Regions from separate parts of the Mus musculus genome. Here all the other regions are linked to region 1. A link is a contact called in public promoter capture Hi-C data. All regions are on one chromosome and are shown on one strand. Each heading gives the region's core, a stretch centred on a gene start, on an enhancer-like site or on the middle of the called end of the contact. The rest is flanking DNA. Distances are from core to core; before and after follow the strand shown.

Region 1 (4,197 bases), core at 430-2,929:
CTGAAAAATTTAAAAAAAAAAAACAAAAACAAAAAGTGAAAGAAAGAAAACAAATCTCAATTTAGATCTCAAATTTCAAAACATTAACTTTTGTAAAATTTAAGGAATTTCAAGCTAATCAATCAAATGTAGAGTTAGAAGGTCAGGGGTTCAACTGAGACCAGCCCAAGCTTAACGAGACTCTGTCTTTAAGAAATTTTAAAGTCAGTGGGCAACACTAGCTAGACATGGTAGTGCATGCCTTAAAACCAAAGCCTTAAAACCAAATACTCAAGAAGCAGATGCAAATGGATCTCTGTGCATTCCAGGTCACCCAGGGCTACAGAGAAACTCTGCCTAAAAAAAAAAAAAAAAAAAAAAAGTAAGAATGTAAATGAATAAAATCCAAACTCTAAGAAGATGGAATTAAAAGGATCAGATAAGACTATGTCTTCAAAATAAAATGAAATGAAAATTTTAAAATGTGAAGTCAGATATGATGAGACTACATGTGAATTCTACCATATTCTGCATGTGACTCTGTCTCTAAAAAGAAAAATTAAAATAAGCCTTAAATATTGAATCATTAATTCAACATTCAGAGGGGTGAGGCAGTCTGAAGCCAACCTGAGCTAGACTAAGGCCCCATCTAAAAAAACAAAAACAAAAACAAAAAACAAAGAAAAAATTTAACTTGACACAAACCAAGGTATAATTCTAGATATTCCATTAACTTTCAGCTTGTAGTTCCAGCTTGGGGAGGCAGATGCAGAACTGCCAGGTAATTTAAAAGCACTCTTGGCTGATCTGCGTTCTAGGTGGGCCTGGGCAGCAAAGTAAGGTCATGCCTCAAATAAAATAAAATAATAAATGAAACCAGCAAATTAAGGTCGAAGATGATGGCAACCATCACTATTAGTAAACTCAATGCCTGCGATCTGTTCCTGGGAAGAGAAGAAATCAGAGTTCCTTTGGCATCTTGGGTCAAGTGGCCCTCAATCAAAACTGTGCCCTTCTGGAGGTGACTGACTTACCAGAAACAAGAACTGATGGCAGAACTCAGAATCCCAGCAGGCCCAGGCAGTCAGTCCAAGCTCGGACTCCAAGTGCTGGTGAGTGTCTTCCCGAGCTTCTCTAAAGCTTTTATAGCCATCTTCACTTCAAACTTCCGGCCTGAGGCGTTTTCATCCGTCTCGCACTTCCGGCCTGCAGCGTTTTCATCCGTATCTGTCTCGCACTTCCGGCCTGAAGTGTTTTAGCCGTATCCGGTCCCACACTTCCGGGTTCCGTTTTATACTTCCGGCCTGAAGCGGTTTTTATTTTTTTGTTTTTCGGCGGTTTGTTTTTTGTTTTTTGTTTTCTTTTTGGTCGCCCCTCCCCCGGCTCGGTCCGCGTATTCTGTCTCACATTTCCGGTTTGTAGTCCCGCCTGTCAACCACAAGCCGTCCTCTGATTGGATGACTGAGTTTCCGCCACGTCTGGGCGTTTTCTGTTTCTGTATTGATTGACAACATAGTCTCCGTGGAAAAGGAAAAAAAAAAAAGAAAGAAAGAAAAAAACAGCCGGGAAAACCGCGCACATCCGCGGAGAGGCAGATGCAGGCGGATCTCTGGGGAGGTAAAGCCAAATTCACGGAGATGAGGGAAAAAAATCCTGAAAGCCGCGGAAGCGGTTCACGCCCTTAATCCCAGAACTCCTGTGAGCGATTCAGGCGGATCCCTGTGACGTCCGGAGCAGCCTGCTCTACGTAGAGCTCCAATACAGCCAGGACTACATAGTGAAACTCTGACTCAAAAAATAATAATTTAAAAAAAAAAACTGAGATTCCGTGAAAGTCAAAAGCCGATGCGTTAATTCACTTCATTCAATTTGTTTTCTGTATTTGCTTTACTTATTTATTTTCTTGTTAATTCACTTGGTTCTGCATTTCTTTCATGAATGAAAAAATAATAAACTAAGGACATGGCTGCTTCTAAGTATGGTGGAGGAGGAGGTTTATTGTAGGGGAAAAGGGAAGCATAGGCAGACAGCTGGGGGAGTTCAGAGTGGACATAACCCCTGAGCCATAAGACCCGGGTGCTGTGGCCAAAAGGTAAAAAGGGGGCAGGTAACTAAAATGGCTGGGTTATATAGAGAAGGGCAACACAAGCTGGAGAATTTGGGGTAGAAGGTGGAGTGTGCCAGCCATACCCTGTAACAAGGGGTACTGGGAGAACGTGGCAGCCTGGTCCACATTGATATGTTAAATAGGCACCTCAGCCATTTATTTGAGACTTAGAGTTTCAGAGGTGGAATCTTGCTCAGTACCTAAGGTTGATTTGGAACTCCAACTCTTAGCCAGTCTCCAGTCTCCACCTTCCTCTGGGGTTGAGCCAAGAGGAAGTTGTGAGCCAACATACCTGGCGGAATTGTATTCATTTGTGGCCCACTTAGTTCTAAGTATGAGTCACTGGGGATAGGAGTTTTAATCTGTGCCTGACGAATAGACATTTCTTAAAGCTGATATTATTATTGGCAAAGTTACGAATATGTTCTGGATCAGGGCCTGAGCTGGATGCTCTCTACCAGTCATCTGCTGTGGCATCTTCTCAGAAGGCAGGAAGATGTTCCCATTAATACTGCAGTAAGTGGCCTGGGAAGAAAGCTCAGTTTATAGAACAGTTGCTGCCCAGTATTCTCAAAGGTGCACTGTCCAGCAAGCACTGCATGCACCAGACAGACACTGTGGGGCATACTTGTAATCTCAGAACTAAAAAGTTAAGAGTTAGGAGGATCAGTTCAAAGTCATTTTTCCCCAAGCTTCATTGCCGGCCCAGGCTATATAGACCCTTACTCTCAAACGATGAAGAAACTTGCCTTTGAGAACAAAGGTTTTCCACATTAGGTTTTCCAGAAGGTAGAAGATGCTTCAGAAAGTGTCAGCCAGCACACTGGCTAGAGAACATGCAATAGAGAGTGGGGGCTGTGGGGTGGGTGAAATGGCTCATAGGTAAGGAGACCTGCCACAGCACTAGACTATTGGGTTCAGTCACACACTTAAGTGCTGGAAGAAGAAAACTGACTCTTGGGCTTGCCCTCTGACCTCCACATACACCCACAGACATACAGAAAATACACATACTTTTTTTTAAAAAATGAAAAGGAAGGTAAAGCCAGAGTGATAGCTCAAGCTTATATCTCAGCACTCAGGAGGCTGAAGAAAGCTTGCTACAAGTTTTGGGTCTAGCCTGGACAACATACTAAAACTCAGTTTCTAGTAAACAGCTAACACTGGAAGCAGGACCTCAGTGCCACAGGGTATCTTGCCATCAGACCTGAGGGCTTAGGTGATAATAACCTAGAAGCTCTGGAGTTAGGAGCTGTGGCAGCCTGGGATATCAGAGAGCAAGCACACAGTAGAGAAAGGCAGTACCTCTCTGGCAGTGTGGTTGGTAGCACCTGAAAGTTTTGGTTTTGTTTGTTTGTTTGTTTTGCTTTGTTTTAATATAGAGTCTCTTTACATAATCCTGCCTGTTCTGGAGCTCACTGTGTACTGACTTTGAAAACTCACAGAGGAGCTGGAGAGATGGCTCAGTGGTTAAGAGCACTGACTGCTCTTCTGAAGGTCCTGAGTTCAAATTCCAGCGATCACATGGTGGCTCACAACCATCTATAATGGGATCTGATGCCCTCTTCTGATGTGTCTGAAGACAGCTACAGTGTACTTGCATATATAAATAAATCTTAAAGAAAAAAAGAAAAGAATACTCACAGAGATCTGCCTGCCTGCCTATCCCCACTAGGTGCTGGAACTTATGTCATGTACCACCACACCCAGATTTCTTTTTAGATGAGACACAGGTCACACCCTGTAACCTTCATGGGCCTAGAATTTTCTATATAGACCAGGCCTTTCTCATACTCAAGCTGCTTGTCTTGCTTCTGTTGTCCTTGCCGTTTAAGAGTTGAGGCAGGGGACTGGAGAGATGGCTCAGTGGTTAAGAGCAATGACTGCTCTTCTGAAAGTCCTGAGTTCAAATTCCAGCAACCACATGGTGGCTCACAACCGTCTGTAATGGGATCCGATGCCCTCTTCTGGTGTGTCTGAAGACAGCTACACTGTACTTACATAGAATAAAAATAAATCTTTGGGCTGGAGCAAGCAGGAGTTGAGGCAGGAACATTGCAAATTGAGGCAAAGACCAAGTCCACAGCAGCCTAGGCAACTGAGAAAAATCT
Region 2 (3,854 bases), core at 83-2,582, 1.8 Mb before region 1:
AAGATTAATTTCTTTTTCCGTGTGTGTGTGTGTGTGTGTGTGTGTGTGTGTGTGTGTGTGTGTGTGTGTGTGTGAAGGGTGCTGAATTCCCTAAATCTGGGATTACAGACAATTGTGCCAAATGGGTATTGGGAACCAAAGTTGGGTTTTCTGAAAGAGCAGCAAGTGCCCTTAACTGCTGAGCCCTCTCTCTAGCTATAATAAACTTTTTTTTAAAAAAATTAAAAAAATTTAGCACTCTGCCAGGTGTGGTAAACGTCTTCAATCCCAGCACTTAGAAAGCAGAGGCAGCTGGATCTCGGTGGTTTAGAGGCCAGACTTGTCTCACAGTGAGTTCCAGGCCAGCCAAGACTACATAGTGAGTCCCTGACTTCAAATACATATAGCATTCTTGAGGCCAGAGAGCAGGCTTGGAGGATAAAGGGCCTTTCTGTTGAGGTTGGCAGCCTTTGTTTGGTCTCATGTCCCACATGATGGAAGGACAGAGCTGACTGACCTTCACTCATACACTCAACACACATACATAATAAACATAATTAATTTATTTAAAAAAAATATGTAGTATCCTTGGCTCAAACTGGAGCTCTTTTGGTAAAGTGTTTGTCTAGCATGCCCAAGGCAGTGGGTTCAATCCCCACCACTGCATTTACTGGGTAGCCTGTAATTCCAGCACTAGGAGGCAGAGGCAAAACAATCGAAAGTCAGTCATCCTTGGTTACAGGCCAGTTCAGAGACAGCTCGGGGTACCTGAGAACTTGCCTCTGAAAGGAGGAGGAGGAAGAGAGAAGGAGAAAAGAAGAAGAAGAAGAAGAAGAAAAAGACAACACTAACATTGGTTTTGTTGTTGTTGTTCTGTTTGGTCTTTTTTTTTGTTTTGGTTTTGTTTTGGTTTTTTGAGACAGGGTTTCTCTGTGTAGCCGTGGCTGTCCTGGAGCTCACTCCGTAGACCAGGCTGGCCTCAGACTCAGAAATCCTCCTGCCTCTGCCCGCTAAGTGCTGGGATTAAAGGCATGTGCCACCACTGCCCGGCTAGCATTGTTCTTTTGAGGAGACCTTTTATAGATCATCTGAGAGTTAGTGTAAGCTTTGTTTTAGAACATTGCAACATTGTATTAAAGCCGGACTCACAGATATTTAAGTGTTGCCTTAGTTACTTTCCTCTTTACAATGAGGAAATACACAACAAAAGCAACCTAAGGAAGAAAGCATTTTAGGTTTTGGTTTTGGCTTTGGTGTTGGCTTTTCAGCCCCTAGTTTGAGAGTCCAGGCCATCATGGAGGGGAAGACAGGCAGCAGGTGGCTGGCCACAACACATCCGGAGTCAGGAAGCAGAGGGGCAAATCCTGCTCAGCTTACTTTTTTTTTTCCATTTTGTTTAGTCTGTGACCCTAGGGCTTAGAGCAGTAGTTCTCAACCTGTGGGTCTCGACCCCCTTAGGAGTCTAATATGAGTTGTCCTGCATATCAGATGTTTACATCATGATTCATAATGGTAGCAACATTACAGTTATAAAGTAGCAACAAAATAATTTTAGGGCTGGGGGAGGGGTGTCACATAAAGGGCTGTGGCATTAGAAAAGTTAAGAATCACTGCCTTGCCAGGCATGGTGGCACATGCCTTTAATCCCAGCACTTGGGAGGCAGAGGCAGGCGAATTTCTGAGTTCAAGTCCAGCCTGGTCTACAGAGTGAATTCCAGGACAGCCAGGACTACACAGAGAAACCCTGTCCCAAAACCCAAAAAACAAAAAACAAAACAAAACAAAACAAAAACCACTGCCTTAGAGGGTGAGACTTCCCTTCTCTGTTAAAAACCCTAGAAGTTTCCTTTCACGGCTGCTCTGAACAGTCAAGTTTGACTGTGAAAGTTAACTGCAGAACCTCTCATTTCCTTTGATTTGCAGATATTATGCAAAAAGAAAAAAAAAGCTCATGAACTTTTTTGTTGGGGTTGGGGGTTAAGACAGGCTCTCACTTAGGGCGGGCGTGGTGGCTCATGCCTTTAATCCCAGCACTCGGGAGGCAGAGGCAGGTGGATTTCTGAGTTCAAGGCCAGCCTGGTCTACGAAGTGAGTTCCAGGACAGCCAGGACAATACAGAGAAACCCTGTCTCAAAAAAAAAAAAAAAAAAAAAAAAAAAAAAAAAAAAAAAACAACAAAACAAAACAAAAAGACAGGGTCTCACTATGTAATCTGGGTTGGCCTGAAACTCACTAAGTACACAAGGTTGGCCTCAAACTCAGAGATCTGAATGCTTCAGCCTCCAAAGGGCTGCCATAAAAGGCATGTGCCACCATACTCAGAACTTCATGAATTCTTTGTTGAAACTCTGGCACTGAGCATTGAAAAACCAAGAGTGTGGGTGTAGCTTGATTGCAGAGCACTTGTCTACATTCTTGGGGGGGGGGGAGGAAAGAAAGAAAGAGAGAAAGAGAGAGAGAAAGAGAGGAAGAGAGAAAGAGAGAGAGAAAGGGAAAAGAAATTATGACTCAATCATTGATATGATTTTTGAGACACAGTCTCATCCTCAGGATCACAGAGTAGCTAGACAGGCTAGCTCAGTCATCCCAAGGGAGTCAAAGCTCGTGAACCGCACAGCTAGTGAGGAACATGACCCCACAGCCTGCTCAGTGTGCCTTGTGAATCTAGCCCAGAGCATTTTTAAAGTACACCTCACAGCAAGCTACCTATTCTAGTAGAGGGACTCCATTTAAAAGAAGCACTTGGTAGGGGGCGGGACTTGAGAGTTACTTCATCCCTTAGGAGCACGGCTGTTTTTCCAGAGCACTGGGGTTCGAAATTTGATACCCACATGGTGGCTCAGAATCATCTGTAACTCCAGTTCCTGAAAATCTGATGCTATTGTGCAGCATTCCCCCCCCCCCTTCATTATTTTGTCAGGATATTTTATCAGAGCAACGGAAAAGAAAGCAAGACAAGCAAAAGTGCTGGAAGCATCCTGGGCTGGGCTCCTTCTCAAAAAGGTTCATGTTCCTGCCAGAGGTATGTCCACTGCCAGTAGCTAAAGTCACCTCTTATTGGTAATATATTCCACCCCGTGAACATGTGTGGTGACTCATAGCCACCTGTTACTCAGGTTCCAGGGGATATGCCACCCTCTTCTGGTCTCCAAGGGCACTGTGTGTGTGCTGTCCACATACATGCAGGCAAACATTCATACCCACTAAATAAAAATAAATAAATATTTGAGAGAGAACGAAGCATAGACTGAGAGTGGATGGGAACAAGGAACTACTCTCAGCCACGGTCACAGAGAAGCCAAGGACAGGGGTGCAGGCAGGGGGAGGGGCGTGTGTGTGTCTGTGTGTCCTGCTGTCGAACAAAGGTAAGAGGGCTTGCTGCCAAGCCTGATGACTTGAGTTCCATGATGATTTGAGTTCCACATGGTGGCGAGAACTGACTCCCACAGTCAACCTTCATGTTCAAAGCTATGTTAAGATGGGCATGGTGGTGCACACCTATAATCCCAGCATTTGATGCTGGAGGCAAAAGGATCAAGAGTTCAAGGTCATCCTTGGCTACAAAGCAAGTTTGAGATCAGACCGAGTTGTATCAGATTCTGTCTCAATACAAACAGGCAAACAAAACAAACCCAATAAAAGTTCAGACAGTGGTGAATATTTTCTGCAGTTACCCTTTATCTACCTCTCAACAGTAGAGACACGTATATTTACACTGAACCAACCCAGGTAGTCCAGATAGGGAGTGTCCCCATCTTAGGATCCTGAAAAGTAGCATGGCTTCAGGATGCTCCAGATTCTTTGGTGGGGGGGGGTCATTAGCCAGTACCCCCTCTCCCCCAGTTCACTGTCCAGAATGATTCTTTATCTCCATC
Region 3 (3,918 bases), core at 1,291-3,790, 1.8 Mb before region 1:
TGTCAGCTTGTTGGAGTGTGAGATGATAGGGTTGGGACTGTCCTGGGAAGTGGGGAGGTACCAGATTAAGATGATCCGTCTGCGACCCTTATGAAATCCACCATCCTATCTCTGCTGACTGATATAAGAACAATGGGACCTTTTCTGTACTGTGGGGCTTATGGACTAAAAGGTGAATGGTGGGGTTGATAGAGCCAAGCACTGACTGGATTAGACTGGATTCCAACCCTGATATATACCTAGCCATTCGTTAATGTTCCCCACTTGGTGTTTTGAGACAAGGTTTCTCTATATAGCCCTGGCTGTCCTGATATTCGCTATATATATTCACTATATACATCAAGCTGGCCTTGAACTCTCTGAGATCTTCCTCCCTAGTGCTGGAATTAAAGGCATGCACCACCACGTCTGGTTAATATTCATCTCTTTATTGTCTCTTGTGTATACTTAGCAGAAGTCCTCACTCACTTCCATTTTATTGAGCTGTCCTTATTGTGTGTTCCCTAGGCACCAAGGGAATAGCCAGAACAGGATGGTGTACCTGTGTCCTAGAGGAGTATATAATGTGACAGAGTGAACAGTGACTGGGCTGTGTAGGAGCTCCTTGACTTTGAAGGTAACTAAACTGGGTTTGAAACAACACTACTCCCTCCTAGCTGTGAAAGGTCCTATAAAACTTCATCTCCCCCCACCCCTGCTCCTGCAAGACCACATGTACCAGCAGACATATGTTGCTGACCCTGAGTAGTCTTCCAGTAACTGCTGGTTTCACAACTACTAAGTGTTATCAGTGTGAATAGCAAGTGATCCCTGGTGAAGATTTGCAAGGCACCTGCACAGGTGCTAAGTTAGCTGTCAGGGATTGGGCGGGGGGGGGGGTTGGGGGGTGGAGGTGGGCTGTCAGGCTGTACTATTTTCACAGAATAACAGCTGATGCTATATCGTAAGTAGCATTTTAAAAAATCATCAGGGTAGAGCTGCTGTGATTGCTATTGGCGGCTTTATAAGAAGAAAAAGAGAAACACAAACACACACACAAACACACACACACACACACACACACACACACACACACACACACACACACACCATCCGTATCTCTTACTATGTAGTTTTTGCCACCAAGGCTATCGTCAGCTATGTTCCATTAACGTTGGATGAGAACCATGAAACGAAGTCACCCCGTTCTCTTCAAAGTGTATGACATGTGTGATGCTGAACCGCAGAATACAGACTAAGTTAGGAACCAGCCTATGGTCTCCCACATGTGATTCTTGGTGGCATTGTTACCTGCCTGGAGAGAATGAGTAAATTGGACCCACTGGGCAGAATCCAGGGCAGACCACTGAATCTTGCTTCTGACAGGTGACACTGGCTTTCAGCTTTCTCAGATAGACCAGAGCACCTCCTCCACATGTCTTCCACAGGAGGCTTAAAGACCAGAACCCTCCCTGCCTGCTCAGTGGCTACCCCTCTTCAGGGTTGAGGTTTTGAGCTGAGACCTATGTCTCAGAAACATGTGAGAACCAGGTGATTTCCCAGGCTCCTGACCAGCAGGTGGGATTTTCCATCCTCCCAAGGGTCACTTCCCAGTTTCTCCCCCAGCACCTAAAAGTACCGTCCTTGAGGTGGCCCTCACAAGGGCCAGTGGCTGCGGGTCTCTCAGTATCTCAATCAGCCTACAGTAAGAGTGTATGTGTCCATGAGGAGGGACAGAATAGTTGCCTGCCTCCCTACCCACCCTACCTCTCCAAATACTCCATATTCAGGGCTGTAGGGATATGCACTGTCCTTGGGAGCTTGCTGATGAGGTCAGTTCTAGGAAGCAAGACTTTCTGGATGGTTTTCTTCCTCGATTTCTGTTTACCTATCAGCCAAGAGAACTCAGAAAAAGAGGACTGCTCTTACTTAGGGTTCCAAGTATGTTTAAGGAAAAAATGAAACATATTAAAAAGAGCTATACCTATGCAATGCTGCTTATACTATGCCTGTACACTCCGAGTAAGCAGACATATGCTGCACATTATAGGAGCCATATTATATAGCTCATATTAATAAGCTCCATGAGAAGATGCAAACATTCATGTGGAGTTAGCCTGGCTCTAGAGTCTAAATGAGTGAATTATCTAGAAGGCTTTGGTTCTCCTGAGCGGTGCCAACTTTGGGACTGCTTTCCCCCCATGTCCTACCACGAAGAGTAGGAAGTCCATGAGATCTGGGACGGGCTGATGGTGACAAATTAGCTGGGGGAGGCCCAATCAGGGCACCCAGTCACGAATATAGTGGACACCTGCGCCAGTCTCTTCCCCACCACTGGAAGGGTGTCTCGAAGAGGAAGGAGTGATAGAAGCGCATTCATTCCCGGAAGAGATGCTGGAGAAAGAGGCCCAGAGATGCCAGGGAATCACAGGTGGAGGTGTCCTGCGAGGGGCGAGGACTCTGTGTAAAGAGGCGTGTCCTCAGGGCGCGGCCCCGCCCATTCCCGCCCTCCCCCCACCCCCTGGTCTGCCCTAGCTCCTGGCCTGAGGGTTTCGCTTTCAGTCACCAGCTAGAGCGCAGCTGAGGCACTAGAGCTCCAGGCACAAGGGCGGGAGCCACCGCTGCCCCTATGGCGCCCGCCGCCCTCTGGGTCGCGCTGGTCTTCGAACTGCAGCTGTGGGCCACCGGGCACACAGTGCCCGCCCAGGTGGGTGACTCTTGGGGTCACGGGGGACAGCTGCGCATCACAAAGTGCCCATTCCAGCTACTGCTACTGCACAATTCCGGGACAGCATGAGAGGCCATCACGTCCCCAGCAGACACGCGCCACGCGCCTCTGGGGACCCACTGGGGACCCGAGGTCTGGCCCGTTGGGATCCTGGGGTGGTACTCGGTTCCCGACAGCCTTATGTTCCAGAAATACCCAGTGGCTTTCTCCGCGAGCTTGATCAGGGCTCGAATAACACCCAGCAGGGCTCAGGAACACTGTTCATCCTTGCGAAATCCCTTCTGTCCCGCGGTCTCGAGGCGGGAAGGACCAGGGCCACTGCCCCATTGCTTGAGCGGGTTGTGTCGTCTGAAGACTTCCTTCTCTGCGCCATGGTCTGTCTCTTTCTTAGAAACCCTGGGATTACTAGATGTTGGCGGGGCCAGGAGTCTAAGTAAGCGCCTAGTATAAGAGACCGATGGGGAGTGAGTCACTTCTCTGTCACTAGATTGCTTCCATGGATCCGCCTTGCTGTGTTCAGGGGACGTTTCAGAATGTTCTCAGTGTAGTGGCAGAGAGGGCAGCTACCCCAAGGAACCTCGGGAAAATGGACCGATTAAAGATCCCAGTATCCGGTATTCACATTGCCCCCCTCCCCCCCCCTTCCTGCCTCCATTGATCGAAGACAGGGTAAAAAAAGGCAGATTACAGGTACGGAAAAATGAGGAGGCTCAGAGAAATTACCTTTTTTGAAGGATTTAAAGGGAGCTTGCTGCACTGACATGCCTTTGCTTGGTTCCATGTATGCTCTCTGCCTCCTGAGCCCACCTTGATGGACAGGGTGTGCTTACCTGACTGCAGGGGAGTAGAGTGGAAGGTGGCTTCTGTTGCGTCCGGAGGTGATATTCAATGGTCCTGGGATGCAAAGGAATGGACTCATCCTTGGTGGGTGTAGGTCCTCAGGGAGGTGTCAAGGATGGACTCTGGGTCAGGACAGTCCCAGTTCTGAGGGCGGAGTGTGAATGTGCATGGTTGTGGTCAGGAGCCTGAGTGGGGATTGTGCTCTGAGCTCCAAGGAAGGATAGGTCTTTGGGCACTGAGCTGGGGTCTGTCCCTGGGGACAGACAGAGCACAGGAGCTTCTGTACCGGATGGGACACGCAAGGCTTTGTGGGATCCACAGTGGTTTGGCTGAAGGTGTTTCCCTCAGACTTCCTTCCATACCTGACCAGT
Region 4 (3,624 bases), core at 187-2,686, 1.9 Mb before region 1:
GAAAGTTCGTAGGGACTTTGGAAAATCCTGGTAGGAAGTGGCAGCTGGTGCCCTGTGGGAATCTCTAACAACACTGAAAGCTAGACTAAAATGTGGAAGCCAAAAGGCCCTTGCATCATTCTGGGCTTGAAAGAAGCCACTCTCCCATCTTTAGAGCACATAGGTAGCATGCCTGTTTTCTCGGTGTTGGTTTCTATGTTTGAAAACAAAGCAATACCAGACAAAAGCAGTGAGCACCTGCTAGTCAGTGCTCAGCAGTGACCATGTGCTGCCAGTACTCACAGAAGCAATCAGGAGAGCCTGGAGTCCGAGGAGCCCCACATTCGAACAGCAGCTTGGGGAATAGAATAAGGCAGACTTCAGGTGAGGCTCCAGGGTGCCAGCTATATCCACCAGGCAAAAAAGGGCAGGGATACCTGTGGATTGATTAACATATGCCCTAGTCTTCACATAGTTCGTTCACTGGTCAGTCCACCCACCTGCCTACCCATGCTCCATGCAGGCATCCACTAATCCATCTATTGCTTTATGCATCCATTTCCCCTTTACCCCATATCCATTCATTCCCTCATCTCATCAGTCCTCCCATCATCTACCTACTCATCCATCTACCCATCCATCCATATATCCATTACCTAATCTCTTCATTCATTCCCCAACCCTCCCACTCACTTAACCATTCACAGATATCTTTTCATCCATCCACCCATCCCTTCATTCTGTGACCCTCTCATCCATTTACCATCCGTCCACTTCATCACTCATTTGTTCTCTATTCACCTACCCCATCTGCCCATCCATCCTTCCTTGCTTCCATCCATCCATCCATCCATCCATCCATCCATCCATATTCCAATCCACGTGTTCTCTTTCCACTCATCCATCAATTCATCCATCCCCTCATCCATTTATGCATTTGTTCTCATCTTCCTCACCCATCTACCCATCCATCCATTCCCTCATCCTCCCACCCACACTTCCATCCATTTGTTCTCTATTCGCCCATTCATTCCCCGTGCAGGGCTGGCTTTACTTTACAGCAAATGTTACAATGAAGAAGTGCTCATTTTTCTCGAAACTCTCCTCACTCTGTCCCTTCCAAAGAATCCTGATGATGTGGGCTTAGAATCTCACCCTTCCTGGGGGTGGGGAATGGGGCTAGAGGCCTCAGGATTCTGTACCTCTCAGACTCCTGAGTCCTGTACCTTTAGAGCTGAGCCGGCTTCCCGGTTCCTCTTCAAATCCGGGGCGGATCATTCAAAACGCAGGGGAGCCCCCTGCGTGCGTGCGCTGTGGCTAGCCCTGAGTCATCTCTGCACGTGGTGGCCCCTTCTCTCTTAGGCTTCACAGGCAGGCAGATCGCTGCATCACAGGTGGTAAGAGGGTGGGGGAGGGAAGGATTAGGGCTGAACCCGAAGAAGGGTTAGGAAGGCGCAGTCACATTAGAAGTGATTTCACCGCGGGAGAGTCAGGGTGCCGGCAGGTGGCCAGGCGCTGGAGACTCGGGAAGCCAAGATGAGCGCCCTACTCACCGCAGCGGGGTTGCTGTTCCTGGGGATGCTTCAAGCCTTCCCAACGGTAAGGGAATGACAGTAGCCCCGGACACTGTGCGAGAGCAGTGGCTAGAGTAAAGGAGGACAAGGCAACCTCTCACCTTATTCCCCAACTCAAACTAGAGTGAGGGGGCACAGGAGGCAACTAAAATATGCAAGCATCCACAGGTGGGTGGATAACTGAAGAGTAAAGTTAGAGCTTCTCTCGTCACAAACGCAGGTAGTCGATAGTTGGGAGCAGTTTGCTCCTTCATTATCCGTGAGTTGAACCCGGAGCAAGAGAAAGCTGTTCCTTTCCTGTTCTGTTACTGCTGCCCCAGAGGGGGTCCTGGATAGAGAAACTTGAGTATGCCCTTGTTTTGCCAGAGGATGATAACGGGTTGTTTGTGCATCCGTAGGCTGGAAGGGCTGAGGAAAGAGAGGAGGGGGTGAATGAGAGCAAAGGTGGGGGTCTGGCCAGCTGGTGATGTGGGCTGGGTGCCCTGGAGCAAGCACATGGTGGATATTTGTCCCAGGAGCAAGTCAGTGCTGTCTCTGGTTCTATAGTTGAAAGCCCCAGAAATAAGTCTGGTCAATGAGTTAGGAAAACTGAACAATTCCTAGGGGCCAATGCCACACTAGGCATTAGTGTGTGGGAAGGAGACAGGACTTTGAAGAGCCACTCAGATAATCTTCTTTACGGAACCTAAGGTCTACATGGAAGAAAAAAGTGCATGGCTGAATGGTAGCTGGGGGAGGGAGACAAGGGACAGCAGCAGGCTTGCTGGACATGAGGTGTCTCTGCTAGAGAGGTGTGAAGACAAGGGAGGAGAGAGGGCAGGAGAGAGATGGTAGGAAGGTGTCCCTTTCATCTCCAGTGGGCAGTGTGACACCTGCCCTGCAGAGGGCAGAAGTGAGCAGAGGAGCCGTCCTACCCTACCTCACCCCCATGCCCGAAGCCCTCATTCGGGGAAGGTAAGAGTTTGGAGCAACAAGGACCCTGGAAGATGAAGGAAAAAGTAGGATGTGAAAGTGGGGAGGTTTGGTTTCTTTTCTCCTACTAAGTCGAAACATTTTTTGATCAGGGCATGGCACATTCTTACATGAGTATGTAGGTTTAAGGACAACTCTGGGAGTTGGTTCTCTCCTTTGACCCTGTGGGTTCCAGGAATAGAACTCAGGTCATCAGGTTTGGCAGCTAGTGCCTTTACCCACAGAACCATCTCACAGGCCTGTGAAAACATGTTTTACAATTAAAGCCGTGTACTTACTACTACCTGGAATGTGTGAAAATGCCCCCAAACAAAAAAGTATAAATGCTATGATAGAGCTAATTGTTTTATACCAATATCTTCTAAGCTGTAAGCATGTTCTTGTTTTACTGCTATTTACAGCATCTATAAAAGCATATCTGTATTTGGATCACTTTTATAGAAATATATAGGGGTTTCTCTTTTTATTTATTTATTTCAATTAATTAATTATTTTTCGAGACAGGATTTCTCTGCGTAGCCCTGGTTGTCCTGAGATTCACTCGGTAGAGCAGGATGGCCTTGAAATCACAGAGGTCAGCCTGCTTCTGTCTCCTGAGTGCTGAGATTAAAGGCATGTACTACCAACTGCTTTTTTTTTTTTTTTTTTTTTTTTTTGGACAAGGTCTCATGTAGCTCAGGTTGGCCCCCAGTTTGCTATGTAGCCAAGGATGGCCTTGAACTGGTCCTTCTCCTTCCACTTCCTGATTGCTTAGGTTGCAGGTATGCACTACCATATGCCATGTATGCAGTGTATGAGATTGAGCTTGGGGCTTTGGGTGTGCTAGGCAAGCACTCTACCAACTGGTCCACATGCTCAGTTTGTCTGTGTTTTTGTTTTGAGATAGGGTCTGTGTAACTCAGATTGGTCTTGAACTCACCCTGTAATCAAGGATGTCTGCAAACACCTAATCTTCCCACTGGTGAGTGCTCAGTATATTACAGGCATGTGCCATCACACCCAATTTTGTAATGTTTTGATTTAGCTTTTACAGTGTCTACAGTAGGTCTTCACATCCCTGGTGAATGAGCACTGAGATTCCCACCAGTGTCTTCTGGTT
Region 5 (4,028 bases), core at 47-2,546, 1.9 Mb after region 1:
ACAAAAGCTGGAAGTCAAATTTAGCAGCGTTTTTCAAGTTTTCTGGGTTTGCGAAATAGTGCCAGAATTTTCAGCATTACACACAACTAAGATTCGCATTTTTAAATATTCCTCAAGAAGACATTTGCTTTTTCGGAAAGTGAAAGGGCGATGGATGTCAGGCACGTATTTTATTATTTATTTTTAATAAACTCATAGCTTTTTGAAAATAAGTGGAAGTTAAATCGACAGAAGAAAGCCATCACAGCATATTTATTGTTCAGGCTTCTGGGTCAGGGAGAATGGGCCCTGAAAGCCTTGTGCTCCGAGGGCCAGCCAATGGAAGCCGAGCTCTCAGCGCTCCTCCACCTCGTGGGCTGCACGAGCCCCGCCTCCTGGTGCTAGGTTCCGCGGAGTTTCGGCACCTTTGTTGCTTTCGGGACCGAACTTGACTTTGTTTGCAGAGGTGGAGGATGCCGAGCCCGGTTCGCCCGTAAGCCGCTTCCCACGGCGGCGATTTAAGTTTCCCCACGCAGGATGTCATCCCTCGCACGGGGGGACACACCCCGCTTCCGATGGGCTCCCGGATCCCGCACGCCCTGGGGCTGCCTCTCCCGGTTCACACGCTGCTGCTGCTGCGGCGCCGGCGGCGGCTGCAGAGCCCGAGGGGCCTCGCGACCCCCAGGCGGAGAACAAAGGGGGCCGGGGCCGCGCCCGCCGCCGGCCACGCCCATCGCGAGCCGCGGGGCCGCGCCCCGAGCCCCTCCCCCGCCCCCGGGCCGCGCAAAATGGCGGCCGCGCTACAAAATGGCAGCCGGGCGGGCCGTGGCGTGGGGACGCTGTCCCCGCGCGCGGCCGGGGTTCCTTCCCACGCTGTCCATGAGCTCGCGCGCGTGTGCGCGTCACATCCCCGTGAACCCCGGGGGCCCCCCGAGTGTAGACGGGCAGGTCAGAGCGCACACGGGAGCGGAGCTAAGGAGGACGGGGTTCGGGGACCCCTGACCTAGCGCCTCCCTGCCACTCCCAAGCCCCGGCGGCTGCGCCTCCATCTTTTCAATGTCCCCGCCATTCCGCGTCTCCCAGTCCGCTCCCTTGTCCCCACGCTTCCTCCTTGGATGGGAGTGTGTCGTCGGTCGTGGGCTCGGCTAAGGCCGTGTACTTTTTGTTGGGACTTTTCGCTGTCTTCTCTCAGAAAATGGCTCGCTTTCCATTCATCCCCTCAGGTTCCCTTTGTAGCCCTCTTTCCAGAAACTTCTCAGGGTAGCTCGGCCAGCAGCGGCGGCGAGCTCCGCGGCCTTCTCCACCCTTCACTGTCATCCCACCCCGCGCATGCGCCTGGCGGCGGCGGGCCGCGGCCCAGGCGCGCGCCCGGGAGACTGTGAGAGTGGCGCGGGCGCGCGCGGGTCCGCGGGGGCGGTGCTCTCTCACAATGGAAAGGTTGCCTCCCCCTCCAACGTTTCCCTCCGCGGCGAGCGCAAGCGCACTCGGGCGACCTCGCGTTCCTTGGAGGGGCTGGGAGGAGGGAGAGAAATGGGTGGCCTTGCCGCGCGCGTGCGCAGTTCGGCGCCGTGCATTTTTTTTTTTTTCCGCGTTGCCTGTGTGATGAGAAGTGGATCTGAGGACCTTCTTGTCCTGTCCTCCTTTCTCAACCCCCCCTCCCCCCCCCCCCAGTCTCGAAAACGGGTCCCTCCGGCTTGGAGGCAGGCCGGACAAAGCCGAGGCAGTGGGGTCGTCTTGCCCACCCTCTCCCGATCCACGTTTGAGAGTTTCCCGATGGACCTGGAGACCCTGCAGGCCCCGGGTGTTGGGCTGCCGCATTGTTCTCGCCTGGAAAGCGGAGGCGAAGGTGCCCTTGCTGGCGGGCCGCGTGTGCAGACGGAGCTCGCCGGGCCGCTCGGGTTCCCTTCGCCGTGGGCTTGCGCCGCGGTGACCACAGTGACCGCGATCGCACTTCCCAAGAAGTGTAGTGGAAAGGACTGTCAGGGCTGTGGGTTCCTGGGGGTGGGGGGCGGGGAAACTAAGAAACCCAAAACCCCACTTGTCATGGAGCCCACCTATGTGAACCCAGAGTTTGAAGGGCAGCCAGAGAAATTGCCTCTCGGGTTATTAGTGTGGGGCGGAGTGTGAGCCAGGAGTCTCCGTGAAGAAAGCACGCTGGTTGTGACAGCCCCACGTCGGGGAGACCCCAGGCTGCCCTTGGCCCTGCTGCTCCCCGGCGTGGGGTGGCGTGGGGGTGGCGGAGCGGCCTGCAGGTGTGTGAGCGCCCTTGACCTCTGTGAGGTCACCCGCCCGGGCTCTGGGCGGAGCCGGATCCGCCTTCCCGGTGGGAACCATGAGCTGGTGACCGGTTCCTCCCGGAACCATTAGTGTGGAAAGCCAGGCTAGAGGTAGAATTCTAGCAAAGCTGTAATACACGGGTTGCAAATGAACACTGAGTCATACAGTCTGTAAATTTGGAGAATCCCTGCCGCACGTTTCTCTGAACAGAAATTATATTTAATAGGGTCTTTCAAATCATTTTTCCACCAGTAGGAAAATAAAGCAAATACTGAGTTGGTTTTTTTAAAGTGTCCTAAAACATTAAAAAAAATTTTGGGGGGATTACATTGTTGAATAACTAGGATTTTTAGAAATATCCTTTACCATTTTTGTTTTGTTTTGTTTTTTAAGTTAGCTGCTCACAATGTAGCTCTGGCTGGCTGAGCTAGGCTGGTCCCTCCTCCAGGTGTTGCAAGTACCAAACTGATCTTAAGGGGAAATGTCCTTTCAGTGCAAGGTTTTTAGGACGAAGAACAACAACAACAAAGAAAAGAAAGAAAGAAAAAGAAGGGCTCTGTGTTAAAATTCAGATGTGTAGAGGTGGGGAAAACACCAGATTTAGGGCGTTTTTTTTTTTATTTACCTTTCTGAGCATTGGTGTTTTGCCTGCATGTATGTTTTTGTGAGACGGACAGATGTTGAATTTAGAGACAGTTGTGAGCTGCCATGTGGGAGCTGGGATTTGAACCTGCATCTTCAGGAAGGGCAGTCGGTGCCCCTAACCACTGAGATTCATCGAGCCCCTATTTAGGGCGTTTTGTCAGTGAAATTGTAAGAGATAACTCTCACTGGATGGGTGTGTGTTTTTTTAAAGTATTTTGAAATTCATCTAGACTCTTCAAAGAAAGTTATCTTCAGACATTTTTGCAGCCTTCAAACTAGAGTCAGTTTTCTTTCATTCTTTCCCCCCCCCCCCCCCCTTTGAGACAGGGTTTCTCTGTGTATCCCTGGCTGTCCTGGAACTCACTCTGTAGACGCTGGCCTCGAACTCAGAAATCCACCTGCCTCTGCCTCCCGAGTGCTGGGATTAAAGGCATGCGCCACCAAGCCCGGCTTTTTCCTTTTTGTATTTTATTTTATTTTATTTTATTTGTTTTTCGAGACTAGAGTCAGTTTTCTAAGAGGAGCCATAGAGCTGAAAACTCAAAAACGGTGAGAAACGTCAGTACATTTCATAAGCAGTTAACCACATTGTGTTTGATTTTTTTATTTCTAGTATTCTATCAAGTACACTTATATAATCTCTGAATTGGTCAAAAGCCGGGACTTGCATTACTTATCTTCTGTTTGGGTCCTGATAGTTTCAATGTGGCAATTTGCTAGATCTGGGGTATTTGGATAATGTGTATCATTTAGGGCAAAGAGTTTCCTTAGAGTTCCCTGCTCCCCCACCCTCCCAAGGTTTTTCTCTGCATAGCCCTGGGTGTCCCGGAACTCAAGATGTAGACCATTGCTGGCCTCAAGCTCAGAGATCCGCCTGCCTTGGCCTCCCTAGTACAGGTATCCCCACTGCTTGGCTTCCCTGCTTTTTTGTTTTTTGTTTTGTTTTGTTTTGAATGTGAAGATTAACACTACTTTTGGGGTTTTAAAGGATAAATGAGGCAGTAAAATGCCATTAATTCCAGCAATGGCAGAGGCAATTGGTAGGGAGTCCAGGCCTGATCAAAAAATAAAAATGAAAATAAAAAAAGAAAAGGATCTATGAAAATGACTGTTAGTAACATTACCAT
Region 6 (3,681 bases), core at 4-2,503, 1.8 Mb before region 1:
CTCTGTATAGCCCTGGCTGTCCTGGAACTCACTTTGTAGACCAGGCTGGCCTTGAACTCAGAAATCCACCTGCCTCTGCCTCCCAAGTGCTGGGATTAAAGGCGTGTGCCACCACGCCCGACTGGCTCATCTCTTTTGATATAGCAAGTAACAAATGAGTCTATTTGGGGCTGGCATTATACTTCTGTAGGACCGCACTGATCTAGGAGAACAGCATGCTAAGCAGAGAGAATGACGGATGCAAAGGACTGGAGGCAGGAACTGAAGCATTTTGTGAGTCAAGTGAACCAGAGAAAGCCATAGAAAGGGAATAAGACCAGACAAATTTTAGTGTGGCACAGTACAGAGGGTTTTTATTTTTTACTTGTTTTATTTTTGAGACAGTCTCAAGTAGCCCAGATTGGCCCCCAATTCATTACGTATCTTGAGAATGACCTTAGACACCTCATCTTCCTTTCTCTCTCTACCTCCTGAGCCCTGGGCTCAGTGTGTATGCTTACAAGTGTGTGCCACCATGCCTGGCTTTATATAGTGGTTCCTGCCTTCAAGAAGTATTGTGTGTGTATTTTGGGGGTGGAAAAGCGAGAGGATGGGGTTTGAGACAGGATATGGATGAACCCACTATGTAGCCCAAGCTGCCTTCCAACTATTAACTTTCCTGAATGCTCAGAAGGAGGTATTTTTTTAATTAAAATTTGCATTTATTCATTTTGTGTGTATATGTGGGCAGGCACACCTGTAGGTCAGAGGACACTTTGGGTGAATCAGTTCGCTCCTTCCACCACATGGGTGCTGGGAATTGGTCATCTGGCTTGGTTGCAAGGTCCTGTTCCAGCTGAGCTATCTTGACAGCCCAGGAGATGAATTTTAATACAAGTGTAGTGGGGGGAGTGGTTTAAGCAGGGCTAAAGGCATGGTTTGAATTACAGACTTCAGTGGCAGTCAAGGGGTCATTATTGGTGGTGGGATAAAAAGGCAGATGGAAAGCAGGGCGGTTTTGGAGGCACGATAATGTTTGAACTAGGATGATTTATATTCCTACACTGTCCCGGCTCTCAGTTTACCCATTTGTAAAACGGGGCTGATTGAGCTGTTGCTCATTAAGCCCCCAGCATACTGGGAGGCACCCGCCGCCCTTACAGGAACGGCTGCGGACGCTAGGGGGCGCCCCATCGACGGCTCGGTGCTCTGCTGGCCAGGCCCAGGTACGTAGCCACTCGATTGGTCGAGTCTAGCGCTCTAGTCACCGCCATTGAGGAGTGGCGGAGAGGAAGCACCTCGCAGAACCGGGCTTGGGCGGCAGCGACAGCGACAGCGGTAGCTACAGCTACAGCGACAGGTAGGGGGGCGGCGGTCAAGGCGGAGGACCTCAAGGAAAGCGGCCACGCGATCGACCTGGCTGTGCTCCGACGGCCCGACTCGGGGTCCGCGGCAGCCGGCCTCTCCCGGAGCCCGGGCGCCCTCGCGGGGACCCCGGAGCCCGAGAGTCGCTGGCACTTCAGGCCCGGGCTCGGGGCACCGGTCTCTGCAGCCTGGAGACACCACTGGATTTTGGGTGTCACGTCTCCCGAGGCTTGATTCCAACGTGCGAGTGTCTCTTCAGCACACCCCTAGTGGGGCGGCGTCCCTTCCCTCAGTGCCTCCATCCCCTCTGGGGTCACCTCTGGGTGGGGACATTAGGTTTGTCCCCAGGGTCCCTCTCTTCCCAACTTTTCCTTCTTGTAGGGGACACTCTTCGCCTCTCTTACCCCTAGAGAGCCATCTTCTCTAGGCTTGGTGGCTCTGTCCCCTGTTGCTGCCAGGCTTGGGGTTCTGACAGCAGACCGGAGATATGGAAAGGCCAGGGAAGCTTCGCGTTCCTGCGGAGCCCCCGGCCTGACACACACTTGGAGTTGTCCCCTTGTGGCAGAGCTCCTGGAATCCCTCAGCACTCAGCCCTAGCTGCCTGGCACAGGGATTCTCCAGGTCCAAATGCCAGTGCTTCCTATTCCCCGGTCTGGCCTCTTCTCGGGTGGGGCCTGGCTCAAGGTCATGTCCGGCTGTCTGCCCAGGCTGTGGGTTGAACCCAGATCCCTCAGTGTCACCTGCCACACCAGATAGGGGAAGCCAGGTGGGGGTTATTACCGGGCAGCTGCCTAGAAGTCCTGATGAGCATATAAATACTCTGGGATTCTGGCCAGCCTGGCGGACCTCCCTGAAACCAGATTCCTTAAGGGAATCCTTGAAGTGGCCTCAAGCCTGCTCTAGATGCTTAGTAGAGCTAATGGATGCTTTCTGGCTTGGGCCTCACACGGAGCAGAAGAACATCTGTAGGGCGCTAACAGCTCATGTGTACTTTTAAATGTGTACTTTGTGTTCTTCTACATCGAGAATAAGTATGGAAGGGGCAGAGCATGGGTACAAAACGACAATAGTTTCCTGGAAAAGTAAATTTATTTTACACTTATTTTATGTGTATTGGGGGCTGGAGGAGGGCAGCTGTCAGAAGACCACCTGTGGGAGTCTGTAGTCTCTTTTTAACCATATGGGTTCTGGGGTTTAAACTCAGTCTTGGTAGCGATTTCCTTCACCTCTGAGACACCATGCTAGCCCGACAGTAGTTTCTCTTTACTGGGAAAACATCTGGAGTTGGCATTTTAGGGAGAGTTGGCTTTTAGGGCTGAAATTAATGGCAATAACAAAAATAAAGATTACTTTAGCCTTGGCTTGGTGCCCAGGACTGTTTGAGGCTCACATAATAAAACAAGGTAGTCAGCTTCACATTGTGTTTTTAATAGATTTACCTTGTTGAAATGACAATAGAGAAACGTTTATTTACACTGTGAAGCATTTTTGATTAAAAATTTTTAAAAATTGTTTTTGTGACCTTGAAAGCAAATGCCGAGGAGTCCCCCTCCCCAGATTCTTGGCTTTATATCTGGAGCATAACCTACCCCCCCCAATTCTTTTGAAAGAAATAAGACAATAAAGTGCATTTTCTGCAAAATTAATATTGTTATTGAGACAGGGTCTCAATTTGTAGCTCTGGCTGGCCTGGAACCCCTATGTAAATGAGATGATCGTCCTTCCATTCAGAGATTGCCTACCTCTTCTTCCCTTGTGCTGGAATTAAAGGTGTAGATCATCACCCTGAAGAGTTAATTGATTTTTTTTTAACTGTCCCTGATTATAATTATGTCTTGCATAGACAAGTAAATATCTGCCTTCCTTTGAGGCTGGGTCAACTTTTAGGGGAGCTTTTGTTTTGGGTCTGTCTTATGTTGTTAGCTTTTTCCTTGGGGTGAGTGTATCTCCTGGCAGTAAGATAAATCACTAGTCATGGGGCAAAGTCCTTGGAAATGATCCTGAAAATAGTCTGGTTCCAAGTGGGACACATGCCACAGGAAATCTGGAATGGCTGGTGTGGTGGCTGGTGACCAACTTGATGGCCTAGGAGCAAGATTTACAGCTTAGAGTCCTTACTGGAGTCCATTAGACCAGTGATCTGAGAACCCAGCTAAACTTTTGTTTTGAGACAGGGTATATAGCCCCTGGCTGTTCTGGAACTGCTGTGTAGACCAGGCTGCCCTTAAACTCACAGATCCACCTGCTTCTGCCTGCCAGTACTGAGATAAAGGCCTGCATCGCCATTCTTGCCTCTCACTTAAACTTTTTTTTTCTTAATCTTTCTCATGCTCACTT
Region 7 (3,665 bases), core at 956-3,455, 1.9 Mb before region 1:
CCTCCTCAGCTGTGACAGAGCCCAGAATGTCCCCAGGCATTCAGCCCATCATTTTATTCTATATTTAGCTAATTAACTTTCAGACAGGCTGGCCTCAAACTTGCTACACTGCTGAAAATGACCATGAACTTCCTATCCTCCTGTCTTCAGCTTTTGTGCTGAGATTACAAAAAGGTGTTGTAGTGGCATGCCTAGTTTCTGCTTGGCTGAGGATTGAGCCTGTCAGTTCATATATGTTGGCTTCATACATGCTGGACAAGCACTCTTCAACAAGCTGCATCCCCAGCCTTCAGTCCTTCCCCTCAGCCCTTCATTTTAACATACACATGAAATTCTTGACTGGTTTATAAAATTATTTTTAATGATACGTATGTGGGGGCAGGTATTGGTGTGTGGGTGTGTAAATGTGGGTGTGTGAATGGGAATGGGAGTCACAGGTGGGATTAAAGGTGTGCACCACCCGTGCCTGGATAAGGATTGCAGCCCCTACCTCGCTGTTATCACAGATGATGGAGGCTGAAAAGGATTGCTTTGCTCTGATACTGTTTCAGATTTCCAAACGTAGGGAACAGTACAAAAACTGACATTTTCCAAAACAGTTTTTGGAGTAACTTAACAGACTTGATTTCTTATCATCCTTAAGTACTTCACTGTGTGTTTCATAATAACCAGGACATTGCAGTAAGACCATCAGGATCAAAGAATTCAGCCTGTTCTATCACCACCAATCAGTGCCCAGATCAGACTGGTTTGTTTCTTTTCTCTTCTCTTCATTTCTCTTCATTTCTCTTCATTTCTCTTCTCTTCTCTTCTCTTCTCTTCTCTTCTCTTCTCTTCTCTTCCTCTTCCTCTTCCTCTTCCTCTTCCTCTTCTCTTTCCTTTCCCTTCTCCCTCCCTCCCTCCCTTCCTTCTTTTCTTCCTTCCTTCATTCCTTCCTTCCTTCCTTCCTTCCTTCCTCCCTCCCTTCCTCCCTCCCTCCCTCCCTCCCTCCCTCCCTCCCTCCCTCCCTCCCTTCCTTCCTTCCTTCTTTTTTGGTTTTTTTGAGACAGGATTTTTCCATGTAGTCCTGGCTGTCCTAAAATTCACTCTGTAGACCAGACCACCCTCAAACACACAGACCCACCTGCCTCTGTCTCCTTAGTGCTGGAACTAGAAGTGCCGTCATACCTGGTCAGAATGGGTTTTTTTGATGTGTCCCAATAACATTTTTGGCTTGGATCCCATGCTTCCATTGGTCACCAGATCTGTGGTTCTCCTCTCATCTTGGTCAGTTCCCAATTATTCCTTGGGTATCAAAGCCTTCACACTAGGGAGAGTCATGAGCTGATCTGGCCTGTAGTCCTGATCTTGGGTCTTGACCTCTAGTACAAACTACAAGAATGGACTTGGGCCATCAGTCTTTGATGCTGAGATCTTTGGGGAGCTTCCTGCCACACTTCCATCTGTCATTTTCCTGGCACTGTGTATTTGGAGCACTCTTGCAAACCCATCAGCCAAGCCACACCTTGATAATGCCTTGGTAATGACTGGTAAAGGAGGGTTTAGAGATTTGTCAATAACCTGCTCTGCTTTTAATCAAGGTTTGTTTTCTTGTTAGTGTATGTATATCTGTGTGCATTCATAGGTTTCTTTCATTATTTTAATGTTGCCATCATTGTAGCAAATTCTTAACCACTGTCCCAGAGCTGGGTAGCAGGAATCCCTCCAGACATGTCCTTTTGTGTTGCGGGTACCATTTTGGTTTTGTTTTTCATTTTTTGAGACAGGGTCTCATGTAGCCCAGATGTCCTCAAATATGTCCTGTAGCTGAGACTAGCCTTGAACTTCTTGTTGTATATGTGTGTCAGGGGGAGGATTGTTGTTGTTTTGTTTTGTAGGGTTTTTATGTTTGTTTGTTTGTTGTTTGTTTTTTGAGAGATGTTCTCACTATGTAACCCTGGCCAGCACGAATACACAGAGATCCACCTGCCTTTGCTTCTCGTGCACTTGGTACTCCAACATGCTATTTTGAGGTGCTGGGGATTGTCCTTTTTTTTCGGGAGCCCTTCCAGGTCATCTCTCCACCTAGGGAGTCTATTTACTGAGTCTACTGGTCCCAATTGCAAACTTCTACGTCAGAGCTGTCCTGCCTCCCACAGCTCTGCCATGGGACTGAGAGTTCAGAGTAGGAACAGAGCTTTAAATCTCTGGCACTCATGAATCTCCAAGCGTGGCCTTTGGAGCGGATCAGTGATCAGCCAGCTGAGCCCGGGGCCACTGCTGTACAGTCTGTCCTGGACTTGGGCCCTGGGGTTCGGAATAGATTTACAAGTAGATTGTGATTATTCCAAAAAGCAAGGAAACCAACAAATGAGGACAAGCAGGCTAACGCAATCGTTATTTTTTAAGGGAAGAGCCTTGGGCAATCTGAACTCTGCCCTTGGCAAGTTCTACTTTGGGTCTTTCTCAGAGAATTCACAGGCTGTAACAGGGCAGGCTGTTGGCAGAGGATGAGGCCCTCTAGATTCTGCCCTCTATTTTTTTTAATGTAACTCTTTTTTTTTTTTTTTTTTTTTTGGCTTTTCGAGACAGGGTTTGTCTGTGTAGCCCTCGATGTCCTGGAACTTGATTTTTAGACCAAACTGACCTTGAACTCAAAGATTAGCCTGCCTATGCCTCCCTCTGTAGTGCTGGGATCAAAGGTGTCAAAGGTCGCCACTGCCCAGCTTTAGATTCTGCTTTTTTTTTTTTCACCTTGATGTAAATACATGCTTGTTTCTGAAAGTTAGAATCTATACATTTTTTTCTCCTGTCATAGAAAATCTAAACTGTGTTAGCAAACCTGGGGCCTCTTACAGGGGGTCCTCAGCCCCTTGGTAATCATTTAGCTTGGAAAAATCCTAATGAGGCTTCACTTTTTAGAAGAATTTTAGGATAAGAGGAATCCGTTCCTTCCATCTCTGACACTGTGCGGTCAGTCCCATCACAAAGCTGCAAGAGGCAGGAGAGCCCCCAACACAGAAATCTGCTTTTGGAGACCTAACAGACTTAATCAATGGGTTCCCTAGGTGGAGAGACGGCCTGGAAAGGCTCCAGAAAAGAGGACAATCATCAGAACCTCAAAATGTGTAGTGGGACACACCCGGAGTTCCAGCTCTTGGGAGACAGAGGCAGCTGGTTTGTGCCTTTAATCCCCGCAGAGGCAAGTGGATCTCTGTGTGTTCACAGCAGCCAGGGCTACATAGTGAGAACCTGTTTCAAACTCAGATGTGATGGTGCCATTTGTAATATCAGCACTTGGGAGTAAGGGAGAGAGAGATCGGGAGTTCAAGATCATCCTTGGACAAGTTCGAGGCCAGTGTTTTACGCCTCTCCTCAAACTGAGAAAATAATGGAGTCCCAATGTGGCCATGCCCAAATGATTTTATTATTGACTTCTTCTAATGGGGTTACATATTAGCACATTTAAAGAAATAAACAGTAATTATCATTTTAATTTTTAACTATTTAAAGTGTATATGAGCATTTGCTTGCATGTATGTAACACCACAAGCATGGTGCCCACTGAGGCCAGAAGAGGGCACTGGATCCATTGAAATTGGAGTTACAGAGGTTGTGAGCGGATGCTGGGAACCGAATCTAGATCCTCCTGAAGAGCAGCCAGTGCTCTTAATGTCTCAGCCACC

The links. Promoter capture Hi-C pulls out the DNA fragments that hold promoters and counts their contacts.
Region 2: a contact with region 1 is called in a promoter capture Hi-C map of pre-B cells. The contact joins the enhancer-like site here to the promoter of Pramel12 in region 1. A contact is called at or near these places in 8 of 39 promoter capture datasets (the 3T3-L1 cell line, 3T3-L1-derived adipocytes, the C10 cell line and 5 more) and 2 of 115 datasets of contacts at active chromatin or transcription factors (astrocytes and large pre-B cells).
Region 3: a contact with region 1 is called in a promoter capture Hi-C map of pre-B cells. The contact joins the promoter of Tnfrsf1b here to the promoter of Pramel12 in region 1. A contact is called at or near these places in 9 of 39 promoter capture datasets (the 3T3-L1 cell line, 3T3-L1-derived adipocytes, the C10 cell line and 4 more), 2 of 484 Hi-C or Micro-C datasets (B cells and CD4 T cells) and 1 of 115 datasets of contacts at active chromatin or transcription factors (regulatory T cells).
Region 4: a promoter capture Hi-C map of pre-B cells shows a contact between it and region 1. The contact joins the promoter of Tnfrsf8 here to the promoter of Pramel12 in region 1. A contact is called at or near these places in 6 of 39 promoter capture datasets (the C10 cell line, cranial neural crest, frontonasal cranial neural crest and 3 more), 2 of 484 Hi-C or Micro-C datasets (B cells and cortical neurons) and 2 of 115 datasets of contacts at active chromatin or transcription factors (embryonic stem cells and thymic regulatory T cells).
Region 5: a promoter capture Hi-C map of pre-B cells shows a contact between it and region 1. The contact joins the promoter of B330016D10Rik here to the promoter of Pramel12 in region 1. A contact is called at or near these places in 3 of 39 promoter capture datasets (3T3-L1-derived adipocytes, the C10 cell line and pre-B cells).
Region 6: a promoter capture Hi-C map of pre-B cells shows a contact between it and region 1, with 6 times the contacts expected there. The contact joins the promoter of Vps13d here to the promoter of Pramel12 in region 1. A contact is called at or near these places in 7 of 39 promoter capture datasets (the C10 cell line, cranial neural crest, embryonic stem cells and 4 more), 2 of 484 Hi-C or Micro-C datasets (CD4 T cells and cardiomyocytes) and 4 of 115 datasets of contacts at active chromatin or transcription factors (astrocytes, microglia, pro-B cells and 1 more).
Region 7: a contact with region 1 is called in a promoter capture Hi-C map of liver, with 2.4 times the contacts expected there. The contact joins the enhancer-like site here to the promoter of Pramel12 in region 1. A contact is called at or near these places in 8 of 39 promoter capture datasets (the 3T3-L1 cell line, cranial neural crest, frontonasal cranial neural crest and 5 more), 1 of 484 Hi-C or Micro-C datasets (CD4 T cells) and 2 of 115 datasets of contacts at active chromatin or transcription factors (embryonic forebrain and embryonic stem cells).

Annotation. Positions count from the first base shown.
Region 1 is chr4:143,409,908-143,414,104 of GRCm38.p6, reverse strand. Pramel12 (PRAME like 12) reads right to left here and starts at 1,679. Exons shown (of 5, transcript NM_172877.3): 1 at 1,014-1,679.
Region 2 is chr4:145,208,754-145,212,607 of GRCm38.p6, reverse strand. Tnfrsf1b (tumor necrosis factor receptor superfamily, member 1b) reads left to right here. Exons shown (of 10, transcript NM_011610.3): 10 at 1-240. Among named protein-coding and RNA genes, the nearest start is that of Vps13d, 16 kb to the right of the region's middle. Within about 2 kb of position 1,332, at least 61 of the 459 cell types and tissues checked have an H3K27ac peak or open chromatin away from gene starts, as enhancers often do. A contact at or near this core is called in pre-B cells, where this site is marked.
Region 3 is chr4:145,245,492-145,249,409 of GRCm38.p6, reverse strand. Tnfrsf1b (tumor necrosis factor receptor superfamily, member 1b) reads left to right here and starts at 2,540. Exons shown (of 10, transcript NM_011610.3): 1 at 2,540-2,686. The coding sequence starts at 2,609. It overlaps Gm36233 (a long non-coding RNA gene), which reads left to right. Exons shown (of 3, transcript XR_001784499.2): 3 at 508-612.
Region 4 is chr4:145,312,976-145,316,599 of GRCm38.p6, reverse strand. Tnfrsf8 (tumor necrosis factor receptor superfamily, member 8) reads left to right here and starts at 1,436. Exons shown (of 13, transcript NM_009401.3): 1 at 1,436-1,578. The coding sequence starts at 1,516.
Region 5 is chr4:141,543,430-141,547,457 of GRCm38.p6, reverse strand. It overlaps B330016D10Rik (RIKEN cDNA B330016D10 gene), which reads right to left and starts at 1,296. Exons shown (of 1, transcript NR_030695.1): 1 at 1-1,296.
Region 6 is chr4:145,192,577-145,196,257 of GRCm38.p6, reverse strand. It overlaps Vps13d (vacuolar protein sorting 13D), which reads left to right and starts at 1,253. Exons shown (of 70, transcript NM_001276465.1): 1 at 1,253-1,339.
Region 7 is chr4:145,279,816-145,283,480 of GRCm38.p6, reverse strand. The region is part of intron 10 of Tnfrsf8 (tumor necrosis factor receptor superfamily, member 8); the gene reads left to right. Among named protein-coding and RNA genes, the nearest start is that of Gm36233, 17 kb to the right of the region's middle. Within about 2 kb of position 2,205, at least 23 of the 459 cell types and tissues checked have an H3K27ac peak or open chromatin away from gene starts, as enhancers often do. A contact at or near this core is called in liver, where this site is marked.